Regions from separate parts of the Dromaius novaehollandiae genome. Here region 2 is linked to region 1. The links are chromatin contacts, called in public Hi-C maps. All regions are on one chromosome and are shown on one strand. Each heading gives the region's core, a stretch centred on a gene start, on an enhancer-like site or on the middle of the called end of the contact. The rest is flanking DNA. Distances are from core to core; before and after follow the strand shown.

The links. Hi-C and Micro-C count contacts between places; a contact is called where the count stands out from the background.
Region 2: a contact with region 1 is called in a Hi-C map of brain, with 7 times the contacts expected there. The contact joins the enhancer-like site here to the promoter of MYC in region 1. A contact is called at or near these places in 2 of 4 Hi-C or Micro-C datasets (brain and liver).

What each region holds. Positions count from the first base shown.
Region 1 is chr2:158,954,103-158,959,491 of bDroNov1.hap1, reverse strand. MYC (MYC proto-oncogene, bHLH transcription factor) reads right to left here and starts at 2,869. Exons shown (of 3, transcript XM_064507863.1): 1 at 2,526-2,869; 2 at 895-1,585. The coding sequence starts at 1,570.
Region 2 is chr2:159,649,814-159,655,202 of bDroNov1.hap1, reverse strand. No RefSeq gene overlaps it. Among named protein-coding and RNA genes, the nearest start is that of CYRIB, 190 kb to the left of the region's middle. Within about 2 kb of position 2,987, at least 2 of the 2 cell types and tissues checked have open chromatin away from gene starts, as enhancers often do.

The DNA of each region.
Region 1 (5,389 bases), core at 1,620-4,119:
GGAATCTTATTCTGAGCCACACAGCCAGGAACCCATTGACAAAGCCGTATTAAAACTGTTCTGATGCCGAGACTCGCAGTCCTGAGGAGGCTTTCCTTTAAGGAAGCCACTACTTCAAGCGCAATAGGACACGGACTGCGTTCTCAGCCCTGGATCCCTGATTCCAAAAGTTGCAACGCTCTTGTGCAATTCCAAAGAACTCAAGAAAGATAGCAGGAAAGTTTAACCTCGATTGTCAGCAGTACAGCGCAATAAAGCTTCCAGACTCAAGCTGCCCTTAATTAAGGATTTAGAAGGCTTTGGCCACGCCTCAAGAAAGCTTACTTAGCACACATGTGTGCGCAGAGACACTTTCTGAATCTTTCTCGATCGACTAATTTGTGGAAAATCCAAAGGGGGGGGGGGAAGTGAGGGCGGTAGTGCTTTGAGTAGCAACTCGCTTTCAACCCGAATTTACGAGCAAACGGAACACGCTGTCAAATACCTAAGGAAGCATTTCTAAAACTTTCCCAGCCCCATTCACTGCTGCAGTCACTTTCACTAGCACCTCCCTGCCTGCACACACTCTCCCTGCGGCTCCGGCGCTCGGTTAACTCCTTCCCAGCCCGGCGATGTCACTGGGAAGCAGCTTCACTTGGACACTGCTCAAGCGGCGGAGACCAACTCTGACCCCGTTATGACAGTTTCTCTCTCCCCCCGGCTTTTTTTTTCTTCCCCATTTAGGACGGAAAATTGGGCTAGTTCTCCAGGAAACGAACCCACCGGGAGTCCGCAGTGCGCCTCGCTAACGTGGCATTAAAAAAAGCACACGCACCGGAGGAAGGGGCCGGGGAGCGGGCTGGAGCCCCGCGGCCGCCCCCCCCGCGCAGCTCCGCGGCCGCGCATCGCACTCACCCGAGTCGCTGCTGGTGGTGGGCGGCGTGTCGACGCCCAGCAGGGACGCGGGGCTGGCGCCGGGCGCGCCGGCCTTGGGGGCCCGGTCGCTGAGCGGGTAGGGGAAGACCACGGAGGGGTCGATGCAGTCGGCGGCGGCGGCGCCCAGGTCGTGCAGGTAGAGGCCGGCCGAGGCAGCGAGGCCGGGCGGCGGCCCCGGCGGCGGCGGGCCGGCCCGGGCGCCGGCGCCCCCCTCGCGACGGGCCGCCTGGTAGGAGGCCAGCTTCTCGGAGACCACCTTCTCCAGCTTGGCGGCGGCCGAGAAGCCGCTCCACATGCAGTCCTGGATGATGATGGACTTGACGAAGGACTCGTCGTCCGGGTCGCAGATGAAGCTCTGGTTGACCATGTCGCCCCCCAGGAGCTCCGTCACCATCTCCAGCTGGTCGGCGGTGGAGGGGAAGCAGGAGGCGGCGGCGGCCAGGCTGGAGCGGCGGCTGGGCGAGAGGGGCGGCGTGGGCAGCAGCTCAAACTTCTTCCAGATGTCCTCGGACGGGGCGGGCGGCTGCAGCTCGCTGCCCCGCTGCTGCGCCGCCAGGTAGAAGTTCTCCTCCTCCTCCTCGAAGTAGAAGTAGGGCTGCACCGAGTCGTAGTCGTAGTCGTAGTTCTTGCTGGGGAAGCTCGCGTTCAGCGGCATCGCGGCGGCTGGTGCCTGCGGGCCAGAGGGGGACACGGCGGGCGCCGGGTGAGGCTGCGCCCCGCCGAGCGGCTGCGCGGCCCCCAGCCCGCGCCCCGCGGCAGCCCGCGGGCGCGCACGGCTCCCTCCCTGCTCCCCGCTCCGGGCAGGCGGCGCAAAGCGCCATCGCGACGGTAACAACAACAATAATAAAAACGATATTAAAAAATGCGGGACTTCCCCCCACCTCCTCCGAGCCCCGACGGGGCAGGCGGGAGGCACCAGCCCTCCCCTGCCCCGATCCGGCTGCCGGCCCCGGCTGCCGCAGCCCGGACCACCCTGCCCGAGGCCTCCCCCGGCAGCTCGGCCGCTCCGACGCCGCGCACCGCTCCGCCCGCGCCCGCGCCCGGCCGTCAGCGCCCCCGGCAGGAGCCCCCGTCCCTGCCGCCGCGCCGGCCCCATCGCTCCTCCCGCGGCCGGCAGCCGGGCGGGAAGGGGCGGCCGGCCCTCGCCGGCCCCCGGGAGCGCCGGGCGGCTGCCCAGCCGCCCACCTGGGCTCGCGTTAACGCGCAGGGACGGCAGGGACCTTGGCAAAGTTTGCCGAATTTTGTCATATATGAAAAAAAATATATAATATATATATATACACGTACACACACACAGACGTATAAACGCATATATATATATATATATTATATATATATGTATATAGCCAATACGTGCAATAATCATAACCTGCCCCTCCACAGGCTGGAGATGCAGGCGCTTTGCCCCCAAATTGGAAAACCCGAGCTCAGAAAGAAGGATGGGGGACTCCGGCGCCCCGGCAGAGCAAAGCGTCCCTCCGGCTGCACCGTCGGTATCCACATCGCCGGCGCGCAGCCCCGCCGGCAGCGCGGGTGTCACCAGCCCGTGTCAGTCCAAGGCACAACCGCGGGGGGATCAACTGATGGGCGAGCGGAGCTCCGCGACTCACCGGCTTCTCCAACGCACCAGCTGCGAGGCGTAGCGAGGCAATTATTGCGAGCGGCGCGGGGAATCACAAAACAAGGAAAAAAATATATATAAAAATTAAAAAAAAGGAGGAGAGGACGGGAAAAAAAAGACAAAAAGCAGGGGGACTATAGCTGTCTTCCTCCCAGCACGGCTGAAAAAAAAAGGAGCGACGGAGGGAGCAATCGCCTTTCCCGGCGTGCGGCGGGGGTTGTACGGTCCAAGGCAGCGCGGCGCGCTCCGTGTGCGGATACAATAGAAGTTTAGTTGCTTTCCTCCTTTAAAGCGCCGGCGAGGAGCGGGGGAGGTGCCGCGGGGCGGGGGCTGCACCGCGGGGCCCCGCTCGGCGCCCGCGCCCGCCGCGCGCTCCCGCCGCGCGCCGCCGCCCTGCGGAGCCGCCCGCGCGCCCGCGCCGCGAGGGGGCGGGCGGCGCCGCGCCGCGCGCTTTTGGGGGCCTGCGGCGGGGGGGTGCGCGGAGGGGCGGGGGGGGAGGAACCCCCCCTGCGGAGCGGGGGGGCCGGCGGTGCCGCGCGCCACGACGGGCTTTTTACTACGAGGAGAGGTCGGAAGTAAACATAGTAAAAAAAAAGAAAAGAAGGAAAAAAAAAGAAAAAAAAAAAAAGAAAAATACTAGCAGGGATTAAAAGGCCGCTCCTCGCCGCCCGCCGCCTCGCTCCCCGTTCCTCCGCCGCCTCCCTCCGCGTTCTCAGCGGCGAGCGATGCCCCCCTATGGCAGCGGCCGGCCGTAGGGGCTTTCACCTTTCTTTTTTTTCTCTCTGTCCCACCCCACCCCCAGAAGAGGCGGGCGCTGCGAGCAGACTAAGGCGGCGGGGAGGCCGGGGCATGGCAGGAGGGTGAGGATGAGGCAGGGCGCAGGGGCGAAGGCGCCGGCTCCGCACAAAGGAGCGTGTGCGGCTCGGGCATCCCCCGCGCTCCGCTGCCTCGTCCCCGCGAGTGCCCGCGCCCGCCGAGGAGGCGGCGGGGGGGGACACGCAGCCCCACGGGGGTCACCTTGCAGCCGCCCCCCTCCGCGGGCAGCCGCCACCGCCGCTTTGCACCGGGGTCTCTCCCCACGCCGGCCCGCGCTGCCCTCCCGCCGGCGGCTGCCGAGCCCCGACGGGGCGCCCGGGCTCGGCCCCCCGGTGCCGGCGGGCTCGGCGGGCCCGGCCGGAGGGATGCCACACCGTTACGTCTCCGCGGCCGCCACAAAATGCCCCGTCCCGCCGGCGCTGCGCAGCGCTGCGCGCCCGCCCGCGCCCCCCGCCTAGCCCCGAGAGCCGGCACCCCCGCGGGGGACGGCACCCCCGGGCGCCCCGCAAGCGGGGCCTGCCGGGACCTTTCATACATGTATTTATTCCTCGCCAGCCCCCTCCCCCTTTCATTAATTAATTTATTAATTTATTAATTTATTTTTCCCGAGCGAGCCTCCCCCGCGGGAGCAGCCGCGAGCCCGGCGCTGCCCTCGCCGAGCCTCCGCCGAGGGGCCCCGGCGAGGCGGCCGCCGGCACCGAGGGGCCGGGCCGGGCCCCGCCGTTTCCACGGCCCCGCCGCCGCTACCGTGGGCCCATCGCGCCCTCTCCCGGCCGGCCGCGCCCGCGGGAGGCAGCGCGCAGCCCGGCGGCAGTGCGGGCACCTGCGCCGCGGCCCCTCCGTGGCACCTTGGGCTGCGCTCCACGTCCCCCCCCCCCCGCCCCCCCCGAAAAAAAAAAAAAAAATTTTTAAGTGACAATATCTGCAAGGTTTGCGAGCATCACCCTCCCCGCGAAGCGCGGCGCCCCGCCTGACATTTCGGCTCCCTTCTGCTGCCCGGCGCCGTTGGTTTCGTTACCCAGCGGAGGAAGGACTGATTTACGGAGAAAGAGTAAAAACACTTACCGAGCTTGGTCAGACAACAACCTGAGCCGTTGTACAGTCATCGTGTGGATGCTTCGCCTACTGACATTTTAAGAATCACATTTACCCTAGCTCAGAGATGGCTTAAAATACATACTGCTATTTTTTTAAAAAAAACCCATCTCCTCTGTCTGCAGCAGACCTTCAGGGTTGCTGATGTGAATGGAAATAATGTGACTAAAGGCAGGCCTGAACTCAGGCAGAAAGGTGCAAGAGCCAAATTAATCTAGTTATAACTGTAGTGTAAAACTTGGTGTAGGCACTTTCGTCTGTTTAAGCACGGCATCAGAGTAGCCTGACACGCAATAAATGTCCTCAGAATGGTTCATGCCGTTGCAACGCAGCCGGTGCTGGTAACAGTAGAAATATTTTTAAATTACTCCAGTGCAGACAGGGTTGAAAATTATAAGCCTGTCCATGATGCAATATAATCATATGCAGAGCAATTAACTGTAGCATCACAGAGGATTATGACTTGAAGTGAGGAATAAGTAACATGAGCAGATGGACTCCTAAAATACCCTGTTTTCGTATGAGTTGAAAAACAGGAAAGGAGGATTGGAAGAAATGTGCTATTAAAACAACACAGCTTTCGGAGGAAACAGTCTCTAAAATATTCTGTAGGATTTCTTCGGGTCTCCTTGGACTGTAAGTTCACTTTTTCTTGGGGCGCCAGCTCTGAGGTGTGCCAGGGCAGCTCTTACATGCCAGCTTTAGCACCGAGGAAGAAAGACATTTGGCTGTGATTTCTTATGTCCAACCCAAGCTGTAGAAGAATACAGAGTAAGATACAAAAGGCACAAGTATAAATTCCCAGTAAAAAAGGTCATTTCGAAAAAATAGCTGGTATAGGGGAAGAATAAGTACACAAATATAACATTAAGGATACGGCAGAGTCAAAGCGCTTGCTTTGACGTGGGGAGTTTAATGATAAATAGGAAATGGGAGGGCGGC
Region 2 (5,389 bases), core at 1,738-4,237, 700 kb before region 1:
TTAAGGTAATATTATTTCATTTTCCAAGGCAATTTGTCAGGTTTCTAAGTGTGACCATTCAGCATGTAAATCCGATACATAATCCTAGCACTGTCATCTTACTCATTTAAATGGACTGAACACAAGGCATATTTTTGTAATCTGTCTGCGCTCTCTGGGGATAGCTTCATAAATGACATGTTACATTCCCAAGTCTCAGCCAGGCTAAGAGGTTCATTCAGTGCCAATAAAGAGCAGTTATTTCCTAATAAGTATATTAACTGCTCAAAACGCAGTTCTGAAGGTCTGAGAAAAAGCTCTGTCAGAGCAAGAGGAAGCAAACGAGTGAGCACCTCCACTCCAAACTTCTGTCCAGCCAGAGCGGCTTTCGGCATGCCGCTCACAGATCTGGCACATTTGCTTCATTCGGGTGACCAAAGCACTTCAAGTTAAGCTGCTCTGCAGTCAAAGGACATGACACCTAGCAGAGGGTGCCCAGGAGGCAATCGCTAGGTTTTCAGATTCACTATAAGCTAGCAGGAGCCAGCACTGCCGCCAGAAGAAGCAGCCCTGTCTTCTCTTGCCCTTCCTGCAACCATCTCCAGGACTAGGTTTTTCTCAGCTCTGCAGTCAGCTCGGTCTTGGAAGTGATCCGGCTTAAAGCTATCCTGGCAATGACAACAAAAAAGAGTCGTTTTAACTGATCTGATTTACTGGGCAGCCACAGATAGACTCACACTGGCAGCAAGGCAGGGTGGTACCAGAGCAGAAATAAGCGGTGGGGTCTGAGAGGAAGAGCATTACTTCTGCTTGCCATGCTGGCTTGTGCTGGTTTAAAGAAAGCATGAAGCTGCAGGATAAGCTGCCTATAGACCCATTTAGACCCCCTGCACAGCCAAAACCTCCTACTTGCCTCAGCTTCACAGTGATGGGCCATTAACTGTGTTAAGTTAAAGGGCTGCAAAGGGAGGTCTGCTCTGCCAGCACCCCTGGCAATACCCCTGCCCAGCTTAATACCTCCGCACAGTCTTGGCCAGTTTGGTTCGATCAACTCCAATATCTCCTCCAGTGAGTTCCCTTTGCTGCTTCTCCTTTTGCTGTCTGGGGCTGCGTATTTGCGTTCTTAAGTTTAAAGCAAGGAGAAGGAAGTATTTTTTTCACACAGCGCGTAGCTGAGTTGTGGAACTCACTGCCACAGGATGTCTCAGGGGCCAAAATATAAATGAGTCTAGAAAAAGAGTTAGACAACACATGGAGGAGGGCTCTTCTGGGAGCTATTAAATATGATCTCAGGAAGGCCCCTATTAGCTAATGGACATGAAAAAGATCATCCTGTGCATAACCTGCTCTATTCTCTTCCTTAAAAATCTGCTGTGGACTAGGTTCAGGACAGGAAATTGGGGCAATTGGGCTTTTGGTCTGATCCAGCACAATAGTTCCTGTGCTTCACAAACAACTTCTTAATAATCTATGAATGAAATTTAGCACATGGATGTGCATCATCACACTTTCTGTGTAAATTATCATCTGCAAATGCAGTAGCTTATCTGGCAAACTGTGTGGCCACATATTCTCAAGGGAGAATATGATCCGGGTGTTAGCTTACAAACATGAAGTTATCCAGTTCTGCACAACGAAGATAAGTCCAACTATGTTTAACTTCCGGTGCATTTACTCCAGCTGGTATTCTGCTGTGGATACCGCGCACTTAAGAAAGCAGGATTGTGAAACTTGGTCCCTTTGGTATATAGCTTTAATTGTCACCAATTATTTATCCCACTGCAAAACAATTGTTTGCAACTGAAAATCTCCAAGAAAAACTTGGAGAGTGGATTTGGTTTTATTTGCATGGGCATTAATAGGCTGTGATCCCGTTGCAGCTGGTGCATTTGAGGCAGTGTAACAAAGAGGAGAATCAGGTCTTTAATATTTCACTGGCACCAAGCTGCCTTTTCCCCGAGTCGGAAACATCAGAGGTGGGGAGAGCTCCTTCCCGTGTAATCTGTCCCACCTCGCTGGCAGCACAGGGATAGTTCTTCAAAGGCAATTACAAACATTTTGATCAGTAGGGTTTTCACAGCAAATGCTTTGTGAAACAAAGCTTCTCCTTAAGTGACGGGAAGAGACAAAGATCCCACGCCAAAATGTTTTGAAGTTGAAAAGACCAGCACAGTTATCACGTTGCTTTTGACTTCTCTCCCTGCATTGCCCTGGCTGATTTTATCTCCTGATTGTGCGAAAGCTTTTCAAACCAGTGCCATTACCTAGTGCTGGCCCATGGCACGTCCCGGCTGCTAACTAACACGACCACGCTAAATAATTTAGGAACTGTATCAGGCGAGAGAGGGTTTCCTCCCTGCTGGAAAATCCTTGGTGGTGATGGCAGGGATTTATCAGGAAAGAGGGAGAGTGACACGGGTGGCTTAGGCGATGCACCCAGCACTGTCCCCTTACTTTGTCGGTAAGAAAGTCCACAGACAGCTCCCAAATATCCTTTCGCAATGGCCTGTGACAAAGACGTGGGAATTTCGGCACTTAACCAAGCCGCAGCAGGGCGAGTGGCGAGGCGGGGGCTCCTGGCCGTTTCAAAGCCAGCGAAATATGAAGTGGTTTCATTCAGAAAGGCAGTTTCTGCTTCTCATTCAGAGAGGGAAGCTTGCGACAGGAGCCAGCGAGGTGGCGGGGGGAAGTAACCTTTACACGCAGTGGGAAACTGAATTCATTGAAGAAATACCTCCCCCCATCCCTACCCGTCTCCCGAGCCGGTCTTCTGCCTGGGGAGAGATAATCTATCAGATACCGACCACACTCTCGTTTTTCTCAATGAAAAGTAGGAAGCTCTCAAAGCAAGGCAAACAGTTCCCGCTTCCTCCGCGCCGGCCCGAGCAGCAACGGCTTACGAGCTGACTTGGGGGCCGGGGAAGAAACGGCTCTTTGTGGGGTTTGGCCTTCACGGCTGTCGCTCTGGTGCGCGAGTCGTGCGGCTGAAGCCTCCCGAGCGGGCTGCCCGGCCGTTCAGCATTCCGCGCATTCCTGCCGCCCGCTGACACGGAGCCCATTCAAGCGGCACCTCCCGCGGCCCAGCGGCGGCGGGAAACCTTCGCGCCGGCTAATGGGGGCCGCGCGGCGCCCTCGCCCGCGCCCGCGCTTTGGGCCGGGCAGTCCTGTCCCTCCGGGGCCGCCCGCCGCCGGGACGGACGCGGCAGGGAGAGCGGTGGGAGAAAGGGGCTGGAGGGCCACCTCCGGCGCCCGAGGGCTGAGCACCCCCGGCCCCACAGCGCCCTGGGAAATATAATCCCACATATAATGCCGGCAGGTGAAACCGAGGCAGCCAGAGGAGGGGGTCTGGAAAGACTTTTTGAGAGATGGGGCCCTCCAGTCACAGATGGGCCTCAGAGGGGGAGCTGGGAGGAGAAGCAAAGTCAAGAGGCGAAGCTATGGTGGGTCTCTGGGCTTCAGCAGCCAACAGCCAGCTCCTCAGGTCCAGCCTGGCGCGAAGGGTACCACATGTCTCTCCTGAGTGTGGGCAAGGCCTCATAAAGCCTTAAAATTCAGGAGAAAGTGACAATTTTTGCCCTCATGGGTGGGTGGAAAGCTTCATCCTAATCCTGACTCCGGCGGCTTGGCAAACCCTGGCTCCACTGACGCTGAGCGTGACCGAAGGGGAAGGTTACTCTTGTCTCATTCCTTTGTAAAGTGGGAACAATAGTAATAATTAGAAGAATTAATAAGAATGGTGCTTTCTTTCTGTGTCACACAGGAAGTGTTTTAAGGTTCATCAGTACAGCAGGGTCTTGCATTTTGAGGGGAGACCAAGAGTTGCCACTGCAATACAAATATCATTAAGGAGACTTAGAGACAAAAATATCACAAAAGTGACTACACCTATTGGAAAGAGTGAGAATTTTGCTTGGCTACCTGGCTTTGAAAGCACTTAAAAAAGCAAGAAGTCTTGAGGGTATCAATAAGATGGCTCCACTGAAGAAGGACTGCAGGCACAGGCAAGCGCCGGGGACCCAAGCAGTGGCAGGATAGGAATAATCACAGTTATATTTTCTCAATGTGTCATGGTTTCTCATTTTCTGAGAATTTCAGTGACAGGTAGGAATTTGGAAGCTTTTGTAGGCTGATAACAATGGCCGTTAGGATATGACAAGTTTGAAAGACAGGCATATGTTGTCCCCAAAGATATGCAACACTAACCATCCATGCATCATCTGTGGATGAATGTTTACATCTTACAGCTTTCTGAATCAACTGTCACTTTTTCTCATTCTCTTCCTCCCCTTTTTTTTTTTTTTTAATGAATGAAGTCTGAAGCAAGCCAGACAGAAAGGAAGGCTGCAGCATATTTTATAGCTTGTGTTTCCTTCTGGTAAGGATGTTACATTTGCTGAAGTGAATTTCTGAAAGAGATGTGGAAGGGTTTTCTGGTCAGGGTTAGGGGATATTTCACTTGTGCAGGAAGTTGCAAAAGCTGAACAGAAAGTGTATATTCTAGAAGTTTCAATTTAAAAAAAATAGGCTGAAGGGTAAAATTGCAAAATATCAGCTGAGGCTCAGAAATCCAGTTCATTTCATAGTCTTAGTAAAGGACAAATAAAGGATTATTAGTTAATGCTAATAATAACGGCAATATTTCTTTAAATCCAAGACATCAGAATATTTTTCTGGCTAATCTCTTTTATTGAACTATTTTGAAAACATGTATTTCTATGATGCATTTCTACGACAAATGGCAGCTGTCTTTTACAGGAACTGGTTCAGCCAAGAGTCTTTGGGCTGACCATGGGGAGTTCTTTGGGGCAGGGATGGATGCTGTGCTTATACATAGCCTTATTTGAGTTTAGGGATCTTCAGCATGCTACTGCCAAGCAGGTCACCAACACAGTAAGAAAGAGGAATGTTGCTCTGTTGTCCAGAGGGGACACAGAAGCTGATTTGAGTGGAGACTGTGCTTGAAATGTCTGCAATACTGCACATATCAGTGCATCAGGGAGTGGAGGTTGGTATCTTAGCTTTGCTCTGGTAAGGAGCTGGGTTTTCCCATTCATTGGTCCTAGATTCAAGGCACAGAGCTTTCTTACAGAAGTGTAGCCTGAGTGAGCGAGATACCCAGGGGATGTGAAGGGAGTGTTGGCACAGGCAGAGTTATACCTTATTGAACCGTAGGGATTCATAGTTTCATCGATTTTAGTGTCAGGAAGAGTCCATTGTAGCTGTCAGGCTGACCTCCTGTGTCACATGGGTGAAAGATGCTCACCCCAAGCTTTCTACATCAGGCCTATGGTTTCTGTTTGAGTGTTTGTATATTTTTAGAGAGACCAATTCAGTCTAGATTTAAAGACTTCCAACGAATGTGCTGCATTTCTAGTTAAGATTACTCATAGATATAATTACAGCTGTGCAA